3 separate regions of the Sus scrofa genome follow, and all the other regions are linked to region 3. The links are chromatin contacts, called in public HiChIP or PLAC-seq and promoter capture Hi-C maps. All regions are on one chromosome and are shown on one strand. Each heading gives the region's core, a stretch centred on a gene start, on an enhancer-like site or on the middle of the called end of the contact. The rest is flanking DNA. Distances are from core to core; before and after follow the strand shown. Region 1 holds the start of NDUFB2 (NADH:ubiquinone oxidoreductase subunit B2). Region 2 holds the start of MKRN1 (E3 ubiquitin-protein ligase makorin-1). Region 3 holds the start of MRPS33 (28S ribosomal protein S33, mitochondrial).

The links. Promoter capture Hi-C pulls out the DNA fragments that hold promoters and counts their contacts. HiChIP or PLAC-seq counts read pairs in DNA pulled down with a chosen protein or histone mark.
Region 1: a contact with region 3 is called in a promoter capture Hi-C map of liver, with 8 times the contacts expected there. The contact joins the promoter of NDUFB2 here to the promoter of MRPS33 in region 3. A contact is called at or near these places in 2 of 5 promoter capture datasets (fetal liver and liver) and 2 of 2 datasets of contacts at active chromatin or transcription factors (alveolar macrophages and skeletal muscle).
Region 2: a contact with region 3 is called in an H3K27ac HiChIP or PLAC-seq map of alveolar macrophages. The contact joins the promoter of MKRN1 here to the promoter of MRPS33 in region 3. A contact is called at or near these places in 2 of 5 promoter capture datasets (fetal liver and liver), 2 of 47 Hi-C or Micro-C datasets (embryonic fibroblasts and heart right ventricle) and 1 of 2 datasets of contacts at active chromatin or transcription factors (alveolar macrophages).

Annotation. Positions count from the first base shown.
Region 1 is chr18:9,149,262-9,151,961 of Sscrofa11.1, forward strand. NDUFB2 (NADH:ubiquinone oxidoreductase subunit B2) reads right to left here and starts at 1,252. Exons shown (of 4, transcript NM_001244885.1): 1 at 1,145-1,252. The coding sequence starts at 1,242.
Region 2 is chr18:9,332,266-9,334,965 of Sscrofa11.1, forward strand. It overlaps MKRN1 (E3 ubiquitin-protein ligase makorin-1), which reads left to right and starts at 1,372. Exons shown (of 8, transcript XM_003134608.4): 1 at 1,372-1,800. The coding sequence starts at 1,616.
Region 3 is chr18:8,882,053-8,884,752 of Sscrofa11.1, forward strand. It overlaps MRPS33 (28S ribosomal protein S33, mitochondrial), which reads left to right and starts at 1,387. Exons shown (of 4, transcript XM_003360108.4): 1 at 1,387-1,457.

The DNA of each region.
Region 1 (2,700 bases), core at 2-2,501, 270 kb after region 3:
ACACCTGTCCCAGCTCCATATGGGACAGACATATGGCTTTAAGCAAGCCACTCCTTTAATTTTAATTTTTAATTTTCCTGGGTCTCAGGTTCCCTATTATTATTAATAACAGCTAAACAATACTTGTAATGTCCTTACTGGGCACCAGCAACTGTCTTCAAACATTTTAGAGATTTGTTATTCATTTAGTTCTCTGTAAGTCAACACTATTATCCCCATTACATGGTTGAGAAACCTGAGTTATTAAGAGATCATGAAACTTCCTAGGCTAGGGGTCAAATCCGAGCTGCAGCTGCCAACCTATGCCACAGCCACAGCCACGCCAGATCCCAGTCGTGACTGCAACCTACGCCACAGCTCACCAAAACGCCGGATTTTTAACCCACTGAGCGAGTCCAGGGATCTAAACACCTGTGTCCTCATGGATACTAGTCAGGTTCATTTCCGCTGAGCCACAATGGGAACTCCTCCAATCGGCCTCTTTAGCTACCTCACGGGTGACTGCTTTTGCTCCTCTCTTAAATTCTCGTGTTGCAAAGGGGAACTCTAAACTATAGGCTGTGGGCAAAAACTCTTTGTGGGAGACCGCCTCCACGCCCCCACCTTAGAGAACTTAACTCTCCACTCCGCAACCACAGTAATTTTTCAAAATTAAAATCTGGCCACGTGACATCTGATTAAAACCTATCAATGACCGACATCGCCTCTGTTCGAAATCCCTCAGCCAGGCATCAGGACCTTCTACCATTCCCTCACCACGTCCAAACTCTCCAGCCTCACTTGACGCTTCCAACTGCAAAGCACGCCCTCGCCTCCCCAACTCCTGCTCTCGCTTCCAGAAGAGCTTTTGCTGCGTCCACATTCGACTGTCAATTTCTCAGGGGCAGGCTCCCCCCGGGGCCAGGAGGGCCCGATACAGACTTCAATTGGCCCCGCGAGCTGCGCTTCCCCGTCCCCACGAGCCCCGCTGTCCCAAGCCCCCGCTTCGCGAGCGGTCAGACTACACGTCCCAGCAGGCCTCAGGGCGGAAGTCGCTGTAGACTCGGAGCTGCCACCGGCGCTAGGCGTCAAGGTGAGGGCGTCCCTAAGACTGGTGCTTTCTGTTAGAGACAAGCTAAGTCCCCAACCCCCACCGAGTACTCACTGACGGACTCCACCGCCTCCAGCTACCCCCGCGCCACGGCCTCTGAGGAAACGGCCTCCAACGCGCGTGAAAGGCGCCAGCCGCTGCAGAGGAGACATGCCAGCTAGCGTCCGGACGACTGACCCTGGCCTCACCCCCCTCCTTACGTCACTTCCCCTTGGCGCCCCGCCCAGTTACGTCACTGCACCTCCTCGCGCAACGCCTGGAGCGTGACGTACCGGGGCGGGTGGGGAAGCTGTAGGTCCCGCCCCACATCGGTGTCCTGGTTTTTCTCCTGGCGCGAGAGCATACGCCAGGAGGCCCCCGGCTTGAGGGTCCAGAGGCGCTTCTGATAGACGAGTGGTGTAGACGGCCCGGGTGAGCTGGGCTGGATGGAGCCACGCGCTTCGCCCCCGGATAGGCGCGCAGCGCCTTGGCGCTTGGCTTCTGGAACCCCTTTGTTTCGTGTGGGCTAAGAAACTCGTGACCGGGTCACAGCTCACTGTGCTGATCTGGACAGCGTTACCCCACCACCCGTTACCCCACCATCTGGACACCCGCGCCACCCGCGCCCTGTCAGCTCTTCCTGAATTAACTACGCTTCCAGACGCTCTGAGGCTGCAAATCTTTTCTGAACCGTGTGTCCTTCCCAAAGCTAATCCTTCTAGTCTTCTCTTCTGCAAAGGCTCACAATGATTTCTTTATTTTTATTTTTTGTCTTTTTGCCATTTCTTGGGCCGCTTCCGCGGCATATGGAGGTTCCCAGCCTAGGGATCTAATCGGAGCTGTAGCCACCGGCCTGCACCAGAGCCACAGCAACTTGGGATCCGAGCCGCGTCTGCAACCTACACCACAGCTCACGGCAACGCCGGATCGTTAACCCACTGAGCAAGGGCAGGGACCGAACCCGCAACCTCATGGTTCTTAGTCGGATTCCTTAACCACTGACCCACGATGGGAACTCCCACAAAATTATTTCTTTAAAGGCTTCATTGCTGTATTGTTGTTATGCAGCCAGTGGTTCCCAAATGGTACTCCCACAGTTTATACAGTGCAGGTCCCCAGTTTATACAGTGCTCCTCATGCCTTTATCCTGAGCCATACGTGGATTCGTTGCTTTTGTCTCTTAATAAACTCCAAGCTTCTCTAGACTCCCCTCCCCCACCCCCAAATTAAAACTTCTAGATTTGGTTAGATTATAAACAGCCTTCCAGCCTCAAGCCTTGGAGATTGCCATTTGAAATGGATCGCTTGACAAGCACTGAAGACTTCACCTTGAATGATAAGCATAAAAAGTAGGTAACTTATGGAGAGAAATGTAGACCTGAATTTAGGGACTTGAGTGCATTGAGTGTAACTGACACTCCTGTGGCAAGATATGAGCCCCTATGTGCCCTGTAACTGAAAACCTCTTGCCCTGGAGAGACTTACATAAAGCTATGATTAGGTTATGCCCTTCTGAACAGCCTATTGATTGACCCTCTGACCTTTTAGGGCTCTGGCACCACCCCCACTCTTCCCCCTTCTGCCCTCCTAACTTCTGGGTATAAAATTGTAAGAAAGAATTTATTTTCTGG
Region 2 (2,700 bases), core at 122-2,621, 450 kb after region 3:
AAAACTGCAGTGTGAAGCACCATTCTAAGGGTTTTACATGGACTCTCATTTAATTTTCACAACCATCTCTGGGTAGGTACAGCTATTCTTATTTTAATATTGTTGAAACCGAGCAGGACTCTGTGGGGCTCCTGGGCAGAAAAGCCTTTCAGTGTCCCTCACTTCTTGTTTTTAGAAAATAGGTCTGATTCAGCCTCCAGGACCTTCCCTGAATCCCTGAAGGGCAGGTTCAAAAGTTGCTAATTAGGGAAGAGAGGGGGGGGATGCAGAGACCAGGGAGGAGCAGTCAAGAAACAATAGTGTAGCCTTGGGGCAGGGTCTTGGTTCCTCCTCCAGGAATATACATAACAATATCTTTGAGCTCTTCTGCAGAACTAAAACCCCCAATAAGTGAAAGATGTTAACTACTTGATGAAGCATTCTTGTTCCAGAAAGGAGGACCATCGGAACCAGTCCTGAGGCCACTAAACACCAGCTTAGAAGAAGAATATAAGCTTGCGTTTACACTGATCCTTATATGTAGCCTTATTTTCCACTCCCCAACTATAAAACTACCTCCAATTCTCTTCCAGACTTTAGACCTTTAACCTGCTGTGGTCTCCTTTGCCTGGCAAAGTAATAAAGATTTTTTTTCCCTATCTCCCCGCCTCCACATTTCTATTTGGCACCAGTGGACAGAGTTTCTGCAACATCACTTCTTTTACAGATGGAAAGCAGGAGCATTAAGGTAAGTTGGCTTGCTCCAAAACACGTTGCTGGGTCTGGGCAGAAGCCTAGAAGTGACAGACAGCTGACTCCACAGACTTTGCTTAGCCATCTTGCTATTCTCTTGGATTTAAGGGATAACACTTTTTATGTGTGTGCCCCAGGCAAGTGGACGTTCCTGGGCCAGGGATCAAACCCTATCCACAGCAGCAACCTGGGCAGTGCAGTGACAACGATAGATCCTTAACCTGCTGGATGACGAGGGAACTCCACGGAGAGAACATTATTAACAACTTTGGTTGAAAGGAGAAGACGTGTTCAGTCCCGCCAGGCGCTATGTTCAGTGACTGCGATACATACCTACCACATAGCAACCCTATGTGGTAGGACCTACTCATCCCCATTTGATATAAGGAACCTGAAGCCGGGAGAAAATTGGTATCTAGCCCAAGTTCACAGTGTAGAGCCTGGAAAGTCTGGATTCAAACCCAGAACCCCAGTCCCACTCCCCCCCTCCACTGCATCAGGCACCCTGGGGGAAGTGTTCTGGGTCAGAGCCCTGCAAAGTGAGGACTTTGGTTCCCTAGACTTGAAGCCTGGGGGCAGTAGTGGGTAGCTGAGGGGAGGGGCAGCCTGGGGAAGCCCGCCCCAGCCCCGCCCCTCTCAGGCGGAGCTGCCTCGCCCACCAATCAGCGCGCTGGGGGGGCGTGCCCGGGGGGCTCTCCAGCTCTGGCCCGCACTTCGAGCTGCGAGAAAGCTCCGAGACGCGACGCGGGGCCGCGGGGAGCGAGCGGCCGCCTCAGTGTCCTTCCCCTCCCTACCCCTGGCCTCGCCGCCTTCTCCCCGCAGCCGGACCGGAACTATGTGATCCCGGAAGTTCCGGCGCCATTGCTGTGTGGGATAAACAGTAATGGCGGAGGCTGCAGCTCCCGGAACAACAGCCACAACACCCGGAGCAGGAGCGGCAGCAGCGGCGGTGGCAGCGGCCTCCCCCACCCCTATCCCCGCAGTCACCTCCCCGTCCCCGGGGGCGGGGGGCGGGGGAGGCGGCAGCGACAGCGGCGGCGGCGGCTGGACTAAACAGGTCACCTGCAGGTGAGACGCAGCGCTGCCGGGCGCGGGGAGGGGGCCGAGACTGCGGAGGAAGGGGCGGGCGGAGGTGGGAGGGGAGCCGGCGTTTCGCAGCCGCTACTGCGGTGCCGGCGTTGCTCTCGCCGCGGCTGCCGGCGTTGCTGTCGCCGCCGCCGCCGCCGCCGCGGCCTCGCTGCCCGCGCTGCGTCAACCCCCGCAGGGCGCCGCGGCCGGGGCGCGCGCGGCGTCGCTGCGGGTCCCCGCACCGCCCGCCGCCTCCCCGCGCTCGGCGGAGCGGCGCGCACAGGCAGAGGTAGGGTGACTCCTCCCTCCTTTTTATTGTCGCCGGATCCGCCGCTCCCTATCCCCAGCTTGCAGGTTCGGGAAGGGGCTTGGCGGTGTCGCTTGGAGCCCGCCTCCCCGCAACCTTGCGAGGCCGGGGAAAGTCGCCGCGTGTCCCGGCTAGGTGGCCTTGCTGCCGGCTCCGCCGCCGTGTCATCCGTTTCTAACGTCTTTCTCGGGTGCCCTCGCCCCCCACCCCCTGGAGCGGTAGCTTTTGTTATTTCTTCTTTGTATGTTTATTGAGGTTGGTGGTTCTGATCTTTGTCTCAGAACCGAGTGCCGGGCCGTGTCCTCTCCTCCGCTTTAGGATTTACGTGCTGCCATTCCCGTCCCCCGGGAAAGGGTTTTTTTCTTTTGAAATCCACGCATCTTCTTAAGGGAGCCTAGGGAGCTCGTCCCTCCCCAAGGAGAGAGATTTGGTTGGGATGTCAGATGACAATATTTGAAAAAACAAAGTGATTAGAGGAGGAGGGCTGTACGGATATGTGTAAACATGTAAACAGTTATGGAGCTGTACGTACAAAATTAGGGCATTTAATTGGATGTCGTAGTTGGATTTTTAAAAATGCGATCGGTAGCGAC
Region 3 (2,700 bases), core at 137-2,636:
GATTAAAAAAACAACAGCAACAACAAAACAAAACCAACTCCACAGAAACACAAAAGACAAGGTGAAATTCCTACCCAGGATATTTTTTTGTACTGAGCTATGAATGGTATCCTCAGTATACCCTGTGTCAACTTTTTTTTTTTTTTTTTTTTGTCTTTTTTGCCTTTTCTAGGGCCGCTCCTGCGGTGCACGGAGGTTCCTAGGCTAGGGGTCTAATCTGAGCTGTAGCAGCGAGCCTACGCCAGAGCCACAGCAACGAAGGATCCAAGCCTCATCTTCGACCTACACCACAGCTCAAGGGAACGCCAGATCCTTTAACCCACTGAGCAAGGCCGGGAATCGAACCCTCAACCTCATGGTTCCTAGTCAGATTCATTAACCACTGAGCCACGACGGGAATTCTACCCTGTGTCAACTCCTTAAGCTAGACCCAAGTTAATAAGGCTACTAATTACATCATGGGTTGATAACGTGTCAAAACCTAACTTGATAAAAACAAATTCTATAGCATATATTGATAAAATGTCAAAACACGACAAAACAAAAGTCTATAGGAGGGAAGAGGGTGTCAACAAAATAACCTGAAGGTATATAGCTCACCGCTAACTTGCCTTAATTCCAGAGGTACACTTTAGAGTATTCATTGACTTGGAAAATAAGTGGTGTTCTCAGCTGAACTACTGAACATTAAACAAGTGTTTCATACGATGTCTATGGAATGTGGCTTGCTTGAGAGATTTACTGTCAATGTTCTACTATCTGCCCAGAGGAGTCTAGGTAACTCCTGAGGAGTCAGACAAGTATTCCATCCTACTTCCTTGAAGAAGCTTCCAGGCCAGTGGGAGAGAAAGACACAGAGTGCTGCAAACAGTGGCCCTAATCCAGCAAAGGAGTATCAGAAATGGCCTCCTAGAGGTGACACTAAATGATTATCAGAGGGTGAGCCGATTTGTGGGAGGGAGAAGAATGGCACTCCCGGTGGGTCAGGAGACTCTTCAGCCCCTGAGGTCGGGAAATGCACTTGTTAACAGGTTAAGGCCTAAGCTGGATGAAAAGAGAACGAAAACACAAAGAAAGTGGAGGAAAAGAAAAAAGAAATGCACTTCATTCTCCACCACATGGCACACGCAAACTATTGCCTCGGAGGTTTGGGGGTCAGCGCTACAGCCGTGTCCAACAAAACACAGTGAGCGAACCCCGCAGTATCCCCCAGGAAAGCCGGGCTTCTCACTCCTGGAAGCCGCATCAGTCCTCCGCTCACCTGGAGGGGCCGACCTCCCTGAGCGGCGTCAGGTGTGACGTCAGGAGTTCCGAGTCTCTCACTAAGGCTTCGCTCTAGCCGCCAAGTTTCCGTTTCTCTACTGCTCTTCGCTGAAGTCTCGGGCGGAAGCTTGGGGGCGGGCCCGGGGGCGGGTCTTCCGGGAAGCGGGCGCGCGGCAGAGGAAGGGCACGTCTAGGTAAGGCTGTTCGTGACTTTTAGGGGGTCGGTGGTGACCTATGCGCGATGGCTTTAGAGCTCCTGCGGAGGTCTCCAGCCTTGTAGAGTCGCCCCGAATAGGACGAATCAATTTCATTAACCAGCTCGGCGGTCTCACAGGTATCACCCAAACAACTTGGCCTTTTCCTGCATAACTTGGGGAATTTACCAAAGTAGCGTAGTTTTCTCTCTGCCGCACTTACTCTCTTCCTGATTAGGCAGCGTACAAGGTTCAGTTTCTCTGCTCATCAAACGGCCTTCTGCACCGTAGCTATGGCGGGTGGCGGGTGCAGACTGGTTTTGCTATCAGCTTAAGAGAAATATAATAAAATAATATTTAAGAAAAATATTAGCGAAATGCCCATCAGTTGACTTCACATTGTTGCTTCCATCACAGGCAGGCGTGATCGAAGCAGTTGGAGGGGGTTGGTGGTGTTCTGTTGAACGGAATAAAGCTTGATCTGTATTCAGAGCCATTCATTTCTCTCTGACCCAGTAAAATAATCGGTGCCGGGCTTTAAAAGTAATAAAGCATTGTGTTTAGACGGTTTTCCTGTGAAATACGTTTGCACCGTGTGTGAATTCCTTGAGGCCTGACGATTATCATGGCAGGCCCTGTGCCATGAGTTTTGCTTGTCAGCCTCACAACGCAGTGAAGCAGTGTAACTGTCTTCTGTAGTAAATGAGAAAACGAAGGCAAAGAATAGGTGCTACTACAAACACGATGTGGCCGTTAAAGTACGGAAGCCAGATTCCAACCAGCATTTCTACTCCAAGGGTGGCAGTCTTCACTAACCAGTGGTTTTTGAGAAACCTCTCTCCCCAGCAATATTTACACACACACATTTCAGTATATACTTTTAAAGTTCCACGGAATTCACCACACTGAGGATACCTAGGTTAAGAACTCCTGTACATCAGCTGCACTTTTCAAAGAAAAAAGGCAAACCTAATCCAAAGCCAGTTATTAAGCCCGACCTTTTAAATGCTTCAGATCTATCCAAAAGATCAAAGAAAGTTGTACTGTCATGCTAAGTAAAAATATGGGGATTTTCTCATTTGGGCTTAACATGCTTTGCTCTAGCACTTTTGAGAAATTTGTTTTTGCTTAGCCTTTCAAGTCCAGTTAATTTTTCATGATACTGTTTGCTTTCAGATTTTTAAGTGACTATTCTGTACCCCTTAGAACGGCTTCAGTGAATAAAAATTGAATTTATTTGCCT